Regions from separate parts of the Lactuca sativa genome. Here region 1 is linked to region 2. Evidence: chromatin contacts called from public Hi-C data. All regions are on one chromosome and are shown on one strand. The core of a region is the stretch at or near the end of the contact, and the rest is flanking DNA. Distances in the headings are between cores, read along the strand shown.

Evidence for each region. Hi-C and Micro-C count contacts between places; a contact is called where the count stands out from the background.
Region 1: a contact with region 2 is called in a Hi-C map of leaf, with 4 times the contacts expected there. The contact joins the promoter of LOC111905512 here to the promoter of LOC111905506 in region 2. A contact is called at or near these places in 3 of 4 Hi-C or Micro-C datasets (leaf and seed).

Annotation. Positions count from the first base shown.
Region 1 is chr7:52,258,498-52,263,624 of Lsat_Salinas_v11, reverse strand. It overlaps LOC111905512 (putative transcription factor bHLH041), which reads left to right and starts at 2,518. Exons shown (of 7, transcript XM_052765573.1): 1 at 2,518-2,914; 2 at 3,068-3,196; 3 at 3,304-3,409; 4 at 3,758-3,826; 5 at 3,954-4,634. The coding sequence starts at 2,799.
Region 2 is chr7:51,993,511-51,998,852 of Lsat_Salinas_v11, reverse strand. It overlaps LOC111905506 (zinc finger CCCH domain-containing protein 65), which reads left to right and starts at 4,064. Exons shown (of 8, transcript XM_023901190.3): 1 at 4,064-4,328; 2 at 5,016-5,342. The coding sequence starts at 4,154.

The DNA.
Region 1 (5,127 bases), core at 1,269-3,768, 270 kb before region 2:
CCAGCTACGCAACTCCCCTGTGTGAAACCCTAATCGTCCATTGAGCTAAGAGAGAGTGATAGAGCTAATATTTGAGTATTTTGGTGATTCTTTTGGAAGGGAAGAAGTGAGTTACAAGCAAGGAACAAGGAAAAGCTGTGGGATCCAGTATTCTTTCACTTGGAGTTTATGTTCGAAGGTAGAAGCCATCACCTTGCTCATCATGTTGTTTAGATCTTGTTAATGAGGAACTTTTGGGGCTTTTTTCCATATTTCCTTGAGATTTGGTATGACTTGTGCTTGCCAAGCATTGAGACATCAGATCTGGACCTTGTGAGGTCCATAGAGGCTAAACGTTCCAGCTTTATCCAGTAAAAAAAGAGTTATTGTGCTTAAACACTTTAGTTAGAGCTTGTAGTAGCATTATGGAGCAAATATGCCATGCATGAATGTAAAGATCAAAGATTTACATGCCATTCGAACCTTTGGAGTGGTAGATCTGGTTTAAAACGGCCGAATGAGATTTTGACTTTAGGGACTCGACGAGCCGGCTAGGGTTTTCCCCGACGAGTCTGGACAAGGGTGACTCGGCGAATTGATGAGACAACTTAACAAGTTAAGTTGGGTTTTCGCAACGTTCTGAGGAACAATGTGGACTTGGCGAGTCACATAGGTGCACTCGGCGAGTTGGCTCAACATGGACTATTGACTCGAGTTTGACTTCTGTTAACTTTAGGGTTTGGTCAATCATGAGTCATGGTGACCATGGAGGGGTAAAATGGTCTTTTTTTCCCAATCCAAGAGTTAGAAAGGGTAAATAACTTAGTTTATTTATAATTTGTGATTAAGGTGTTAATTAGAAATAATTATCATATGTGATTAGGCAGAGGCTATATTCGGTGATTCGTGTTTGAGGAGTACACATTTTCTTAGTCTACTTACGAGGTGATTCTTTTCACTATACTTACCAAGAGTGGTATCTTTGTGCGACTGGAGGGTCCTATGTGTTTACTTGAGTTATATGATAGTATGCATTTTGTTTGTGTGATATGTATGCTATATTTTGTGCTTACTGAGATAGGACCGGAGGGTCCAAACCGAGTTGTAGGACCGGAAGGTCTTCACTGAGATACTGGCCTGGAGGGCCCAAACCGAGCTGTAAGTCCGGAGGGTCCTCACTGAGACACATGACCAGAGGGTCCACACCGAGACGCATGAGACCGGAGGTTCCATGTCGAGTTATAGCTATGAGAGGCTTATTATTTGTGTATGTGATATTTTGGGGAACTCACTAAGCTTCGTGCTTACCGTGTTATGTGTTAAGTGTTTCAGATACCTCTCAGGACCGCGAGAACGCATCGACATGATCGTATACACCTGTCCGAGACAATGTTGAGGATTTTTGGATTTGACTTTTATTGTGGATTTATGTTGACTTTTGAGACAGTTTTGGTTTTTGTGAAATATTATAAAAGTTTGTGTTTTAAAAACGAGAATTTTGGTTTGAAAATTTACGGTGTAACAAGATTTCTCGATTATGCAAGAAATTTTCATATTCAAAGATTCTTCTTGGATTTTTTATCACAAGTTATCGTGATCTAAATCAAAATTGAAGCCGAAAAAAAAATAGTTTAAAAGTTATCAAAAAGACTTTTGTTAATGGCGGGGAGATAAAATTGAGACTAGATTAGGGTTGATTTTTGGTTGCGGTTTTCAATTATGAGTTTTGGGAGAAACTCTATTAAGGTTTTGAAGGAAATAAAGATGAGTTGCGACCAAGATGAGAGGTGGAGAGTTTAGATGTTGATGAAATGTAGATGAGAATGAAGAGAGTTGTGGTGAGTGCTAAGAAGAACAAGCTTCTAAGTGCATCGGAGACTTCTTGGCCGAAGAGTGACTACCGTAAGAAAAATGAAATTTCCATTGAGCGTAAAGCAATCGAAGAAATGAATTCCCAGTAGTAACAGTATATCGTGGAAGATGGTATGGACATTTAGTTGCTAACAAGGTAGCTACATTAGCTTTGATTTCTTAAGTGACATGTTAGACGTGTTTAATAAGTAAGGGTGACATCCATTTTATATTCTGAAAAGGAAAAAAATAACCTTAGGGATTGTAAAAAGCCCAAATTTCTCTTGGTCTTTATTCCCTTTCATAAAATTATGTTTTACCAAGAATTACTCTTTTACCTACATCATATATATATATATATATATATATATATATATATATATATATATATATATATATATATATATATATATATATATATATATATATATATATATATATATATATATATATATATATATATATATATAACCTCTTTGAGAAGTATGTATTCTTCATAAAAGACTTTCTCCACCAACCAAATTCTTATGAACCACATATACACATCAAAAATAAAAAAGAAATTTGAAAAATAAAAGAAACTGTGTGAAAGAGACCTTGGTTTATATTAAATAAGAAATTAAAATAAAATAATATAATTATATATACCATCTTAATTCATCTTCCGCTTCATCTTTTCATCTTCCACACACACTTTTTGCAATCATCTCTCTCAAGTGTGCGTAAGGATTTGCCAAGTCAATAGATGATTAATTTATTGCGTTCACATGATGGACCATCGAAGAAGAAGCCCTCCAAGAAACTCCATGGATGAACTCCCATGACAAAATCACCACTGTTCAACTTCCGCACCATCTGCAGATCCTTCTAATTTCATCTTTTATATATATGTATGTACATACATGCACATGTATGTATATATATGCATCAAACCCTAGTTAGGTTTCTGTAAATAAGCTTCTTCGAAAATGGACTCCATTTTCAATCTTGAAGAAACTGAAAGATCCAGTAGGCTTCGACAAATCATGGAAACGTTTGGTTTCACTTACGTCTGCCTCTGGTCTCACTTTCCCAATCCTTCCAAGTACATCTCTCATGCTAACTCGATTGTTTTTGTATTCGTACATACACACATACATACACAAAATACAAATGTTAGTATGGATGTATGTAGTATGTATGTATGTCTGTATGCTGTAAGCATTTCTCTGTTCTGATAGCCATGCAAAAATCGCAGTTGTCTGATCTTCATTGACGGAACTTACAAAGAAGAAAACAAGCAAGAAAGCTCATCATCTGGGAGTCTAGCCATGAGGTCATTTATTGACTACCAGAAGTCAATTTTCTTGATTGACGATTACAGTGGGTAAGAACAAGAAAAAATGATTTTTCTTTCCTATAATGAGTGCTATTTGAACTTAATTATATGTTTTCTGACGATGGGTTAATTAATTTATTTCTTTGTGTATATAGAGGCGTTCCAGGGTTCGCATTCATGCACAATCTACCATACATGGAGCGGAAAGGGTTGGAGCTTTTAAGATTGGCATCGAATCCAGCACAATTACAATTTTATGAAGTAATTATACTTTAAACTGATTAAGTTTTTATCATCTTGATGGGAATTAATTTATCTTGATGCATGCATTGAAGATTTGAAGCCAGCTAATCTGTGTATCCCTACTTTTACTTGCAGGAAGCTAGGATTAAGGTATGTCAAGTGTGTATTTTAAGCTCAATATTCGTTCCATTTAGCTCCTTTCCCCGCACTTTCTTTTAGGATACAAAATGCTGGTTGTTCTCCATCAAGATCTCGATGGAAACGAAAATGGATAAAAGCCGATAAATCTATTTTTAGTATTTGACTTCTTGATCACACTGCATGCATACACATATATACACTCATGATGACAAACTTCCATTGCAGACTGCAATTTTTATGGGGTGCAAGAATGGTGAAATCGAGCTTGGCATGTCCAATGGGTCCTCCCTGCAGGTCAGATACTAATTTCTTAGACTAATGGTTCTCATCTTCAATGGCATGCACCCTCGAACAAAAAGAATGACTTATTATTCCCATTTTTATCTATATATTTATTTAACTCTGCGTGTTTTTAATGTAGACTAACTTCGAAATTGTGCTGAAGAATCTGTTTCCTGGCGATTTCCCTCAAGAATTGCTTCCCCAACCAGTTGTTCAAGCTCGACCTTCATCTTCTTCTTCATCTCTTAGATCATTATCCATGGACAATAGCACCGAGCACTCACCTTTTGTCTTCAACATGCTTCAAACAAGTTCTTATATGCCGGAAATATATCCTATTGAAGAAGCATCTTTGGATCGACAAACACCAAATCAAACACCATCTTCTTCAGCAATGAGATCAGAAGACCCTCTTCAACATGCCCTATATCAAATTAGAACCAATAAGTTGATACCTTATAGAGAACATGAAGAATCTGTAATGACACAAGCAATTCTTGCAGCCATTTCGTCTTCTTCTTCTCCATCTTGTTCTTCCTCTTACCATCTTCAAGCCCCTCGAGTTGCTACTGCATTTAAGAGATATCGATCGTGTTTAGGGTGTACAAAACAACGAGTTCAAAGTCGCCAGAATCTTAATAGAAGATCGCTTTCATTCTTTCGAAATCTAAGTGAGGCTCGAGCTCAACAAAGTCAAATGATCCAAACAACCCGACCTACAAGCAATCAACTTCATCACATGATAGCAGAGCGTAAAAGAAGAGAGAAAATCAATGAAAGCCTCGAAGCTTTGAAATCACTACTCCCTCCGGGGTCGAAGGTATTATATCATTGATCATCATCTTGTACCGCATCATATTCATTTCTTTGCCCATCAAATTAGCACAACACACAATCATACATTCATTTCATATCATGTCAAAAGTTAGGGCATCCACAATGGATTGAACTCTATAGAGTTCAATGGAGTGTCACATCATCATTCATTATTCCATACAATTCTATTCATTTTTATCAAAAATGCATTAAACTCTACAAGTTCTATGAAACATATTAAAAGAATATTTATTTAAAAATTTAAATATTTTTCCTTTTTCCCATTGAAGAGTTCAATGGTCATTGAACTCCAAATCCAATGAATGTCAAGGTGAGATTTCACAATGATGAAGTTGTATCCATTGAATAACAAGTATACATAACACCTCATTCAACTCTTCTATTAAACTCCCCATTGTGGATGCTCTTAACACGGAGTCCAAAGAAAATGGTAAATGTTTTTTAACTTATATGATTTTATACTAAAATTTTAAACA
Region 2 (5,342 bases), core at 2,815-5,314:
TACACTTCTCACCTAATTGGAATCTCTTGTACAAGTGCACATAAACCATAAGTCACATTCAGAACATCAATTTCTGCCTGCAAGTTATTTCTATATACCTCGTTTAGGGAGACAACTTGCATCCAAACAACAAGGTTAATAATTGATGTATTTTATATGATTATACGAATTATTGAAAATAATAATAATAGTTTTTTTAGTTAGGCCATTTGCAATGTTGTAAGCACTTGAACACTTTGGACGACTTTCGACTCGGTTTAATTTTAATTAAGTTTTTTAAATGTGGCCCATTTGACATGTTGAAGGAAAAATATGACCAAGATTTAACCCATTTTTAGGTGAACGGACGGGTGGGAATTAGTAAAACAAAAAAAATAAAATGAAACAGTCAATGTTAATCACTCTAGCATCCAGAACATCATAATAAGTGGGACTAGTAGCCATAATTTGTATTTTTCTTATTAGAAGAATTGTTTAACATCCACAAAAATATGATGAGTGGGAATATCCAGTGTCGGGAAGCATAATGAGATATAAGTACATGCTTTAATGGATTGTATCTTTAGCATTGAAGGATGTATCCCAAGTACAACTAAAGTGGAAACATGCAAAAGGTAACAAAAAATGGACCAACATGATATTTGGTATTTAGTAATATGATGTTGGATAGCTTTTTAGAGTGAATGTTAGGTTATACGCTTAAAGACTTGGTTATGAAAGTACGATTAGCTAAAGAGAAAATTTAAGCAACAGTGGGAATTATTTTGGAAACGAGGTTTCATGACTCGTTATATAAATGATGCAAGTTTTAAAGGTATTGGGAGCGATGACATTTCTAAAACATGCAAAAGATGAAAGTACATATAGTTATTATAAGTAACTGACAAATACATCAAGGGTAGAGAAATACATCAAGGGTACATGGAGTCGAGTCGCCAAGTCTCGCCAAGGAGTTGGAACACCGCCCCCTAGCGCTCGCTAAGGGGGTCGCTAAGCTGGAGTCGCTACCATCTTAACGAGAGTAGAGAGAAGGGCAAGTATGCATGTGATTGGTTGATATGTTTTTAACTGGATTCTTGACTGCAAACATAATTCAATAAATTTTTTAACTATCTTCATTAAACAAGAAAAAACATTTTTACCACCTAAAATTCAAAATTTTAAATTATTTCAACCACTATAAATTAAACTACACTCTCAACATTACATACACACAAAATATCATTACTTCTTTTACAAATGGTGTTGTAGGTTTTAAGTAAGTTTTTAGGTAGTAAGTCTAGTTTTAATTCTTTTTAATCGTATTTTATGTTTTAAATTATTATAATATTTTTTTTTATTAATATTAAGTGTTTGTCTTTAAAAGGGTATAATTTATACATTATTAAATGTTTGTGTATTAAAAAAATATAATTTATTTAAATATGAAAAAAACCATATAATAAATTTAAATTTAAAAAAGAAAATATTAAATTAAAAAGTATACTTTATTTAAATTTGAAAAAAAAAATCATATAATTTATTTAAATTTGAAAAAAAAAATAGAGAGCTAGGAGTGCTACCACTCCCTATAAAATATTAAGAATAAAGTGTTAGCGAGGTGACAAACAAAAAATGACATGTCAGTCAAAAAAATGATGTGATAAGGTGCTAGAAGTATTACTATTCTCTCTAGTCTGATAGGTAAAAATTAGAAGTGTGATGTCTAAATGAGTTCGAGTAGACACTATCTAATTGTCTATAGTTTGTGGCGCATTGTTTGACCAACTTTAGATGACCAACTTCTTTAAGAAGTCAAACTCGCCCACTTATGAGTTATTTTGGTCCATGGCTTACAAAAAAAAAAGTCACGAGGGGATTTGTGGGATTTATTTGTCAATATTCAAAGAGATATTTATTATGAAGCATGAAATCATCACTATTTAGAGTATAGTTGTTGGGTTAATCGATATGTTCATGGATCACGTGGGTAACTGGTCAATGGGTACTAAATGGTCCATGTGTAAAAGGGTCTTTTTAACCTTCTTGTTGGACGTGAGATTGTTGGAGTCTTTTGCTACAAGTTTAACTTGAGATAGACTTTGTATTTTTGTTGACCGAATTATCAGGAAAGGTGAACATGGAGCTAAAACGGAGGAGGACGTGGTCATATGCAACATGTGTTTTCTTGGTTGTTTTAATTATAAATAGGAGTAATATTAGTTTATTTGAATTGGAACTCTCATTTTTAATATAATAGTTTTAACAGTAGAGTTACATAATTGTTCTTTTTCTTTGCAAATTACATACACATACGTGAGTGTGTGTTGTGTGAGTGTGGAGTGTAGGACGTGAACCAACAATAACTCTAATTTTTTTATTCCAATTTGTTCTTAAATGTTAGAATCTAGGTTTCACATATTAATCAAAATACTTGGATAAATCAAGCATCGTTTATTCCAAAATTCGTGATTTCAGACCTTAATGCCTAGGTGTATCATGAAATCCGATTTTTGATAATCCAAGAAAGAACAAATCTAGATTTCAAGCAGAATATAAGATTCGTACCAAGTGTGATGCCCCTTTGAACCCCATCAGGCGCGCTACCCCTAGACCCCCTGTTCCCGAGTCCTAATCAGGTATCCAAGTGTGTAGTCTACACCTTCTACGTTGAAAACTTGAAATATACAAAGTTCTGACAAGGTACCACAACAACCGCCGCTACCAAACACCACCTTGCTACCTAATCCAACCAGATTTGTTCCACCATGTGGTGCACAAAAGGTGTTAATGGAAATGCTTCAATGAAATTTGTTAAATTATTAGGATGTGAAAGTGTATTTTTTATGTATTAAGTTGTGAGTGTGTATATTTAATTTTGTATTAAATTGTGAATTTTATATAAGTTTTTATAATTATTGAGAATGGTTTATTTTATCTCATGAATATTGTGTAATAATTTGTGAATGATTATTTGATCTCAAGAATGTTGTGTAATAATGTGTGAATGTATTGTATTAACTTGTGGATTTTATTTATTAAATAGTGAATGAATTTTAATATTAAGTTGTGACTATATTGTATTAAGTTGGAATTTTGTATGAATTTTATGTTAAAATATAAATGATTCTATTAAATTGTAAATGAGTGTATGAATGAAAATACCATACTATAAAAATGACGATTTTGTCATTTTCTTACCTGAAAAAACAAAAGGAAAAAGATTTTAACACATCTAATAATTATTTATATTTAAATAACTATGAAATATAGGTTCCTAGCGTTTCTAATGTGAATATTAACGTTTGATGATTAATATATTTATTAGAATGTTTTTATTCTATTATAAGTTTTGTGTATGTGCATTATTATAGTAAATTTCAATATTAGTTTTAACGTGTAATTATTAATTTATTCATTATTGAATATTAACATTAAGTTGTGAATACAAAATTCATTACAGAATAATTTAGTACATAAATACATACCCTTGCATATATTTGTCTTTTGGATCGATCCGACCGGTTGAACCATGAAACCAATAAATTGACTAGTACAATAGCCGTCACAATACATTTATTGGTAGATTAGAAGTATTAAAAGTATGGGGAAAAAAATTCAAATGACCAAAAAATGAGGTGGAGTTGAAAAATATAACAAAGAAAATTGGATATTCATAGAATGATCAATGTTTCCGCAGAGACGGGCTCTGCAGAACAACAACTTCCCCTCTGATGAATTAGATATTTGTGCAAAAAGATAAAAACTAACATCTGACGGGACGGTTCCGCAAAACAGGTCTCTGCAGAAATCGTACGTCTTCTGAGGAAATGTTAATGTTATGCAGAAATGGCAAATGAATAAGAATTCTTTACCTCTGACATTTCCGCAGAGCAGATCACTTCCTCACAGCATAAACGATTTCCGCAAAGTCTGTCTCTTCGAAAACCTTGATCATTTTATAAAAATCCGATTTTCTTAATCATATTTTTCAATGACACCTCATTTTTTTTATTATTCGACAAAATTTCCTATAAAAATACGATTAACCACAAAAGCTGACTAGTTCCATTAGTTTTAAAGAGAAGGGATAAAACTGAAATTTTAGAAATTTCGCGGGCGAGGAGGCGGCGTTTTTATAGATCCTGCTTCAGAACTCACTGCGACGGTGACAATGCAGCCAATGGAAAGGTCAGAAATCGGAACCCTAGAAAAAATTCCGATTTGGCCAACGAACCCCTCAACGGTTAACCGCCGAAGAAGGCCGCTCAGGAGCCGGACTGTCGATACACTTCTTCATATCCTGTCCGTTTGCTATGCCGATTCTTCTCATATCACTCAAAATTCAGGTATATACTTGTATTTGTGTGCGTGAATAGATTCTTTCTGTAATGTCAATGAGCCTTTTTAACATAAATAGTACCAGTCTGGATTTCTAGGGTTTTCTTTGTGTAGAGGTTCAGGGGAGGGTTTAAGCCCGTGGCGACCTGTAAGTGTAACTGTAATTGCAAATAGGTGTAGTGTAAAAGAGGCTGTGTCAATGACCTTCTTTTCATGGAAACTACCTTCAATTTCATGATCATTGGGGCGCCGGAGCTTAGGGAGGGTTAGCAGGTTGCGCCCCCTCTGGTATTTCGCCCCCAAAAAGATTTATGATCAATTTGTTGAAGTTTTCCTGGTGGAGGGAATGTACCCCTGTTACTGATCATATGTAACTGATGTGGAACAAAGCAAATGGAGATACTTTGAGTCAAAATTACATTACTTGTAGGATTTCAATTGGCCCATAGAAAGAATCTTTAAATCTACCTGTCTGAAAAGAATCTTGGATTCATTGGTGATAATCATATGTAATTTGATCATGTGCCTAGGGTGGATTGCATACATTGAAAAACTTTTGCACTGTTTTGTAGTCTGTAAAATAAATCAAAAACCAGAAATTTGTAAACTTAGTCAAAAGTCTTAAATTTGTCATTGAAGTGCAATGGTTAATGAAAGCTAATCTCTTGTTATTCTGACCTAATTTTTTCATGTAGATAAGGATGACACTCATATAGAATCAGTCACAAAAGATGATGTTCTCTTCACTTGCACAAATATCACAACTAATGATTCAGAACATCAAGAAGAAACAAATGTAGATGAAACCAGAGTGATTTTAGGTACCCAAGAAGAAAGTTTATGTAATACTAATTTACTTGTGGAACCCATTGAACAAGATCATAACATATCAGAAGAAAGTTTGGATCTTTCTTCTCTTCATTTAGACACAAATAAAGATGTTGAAGAAGGAGAAATTTCAGGAGAGTTTACAAATTTGGTCCCTGAAGATAATGATGTGGAATCTGTGGACAAAACAGGGT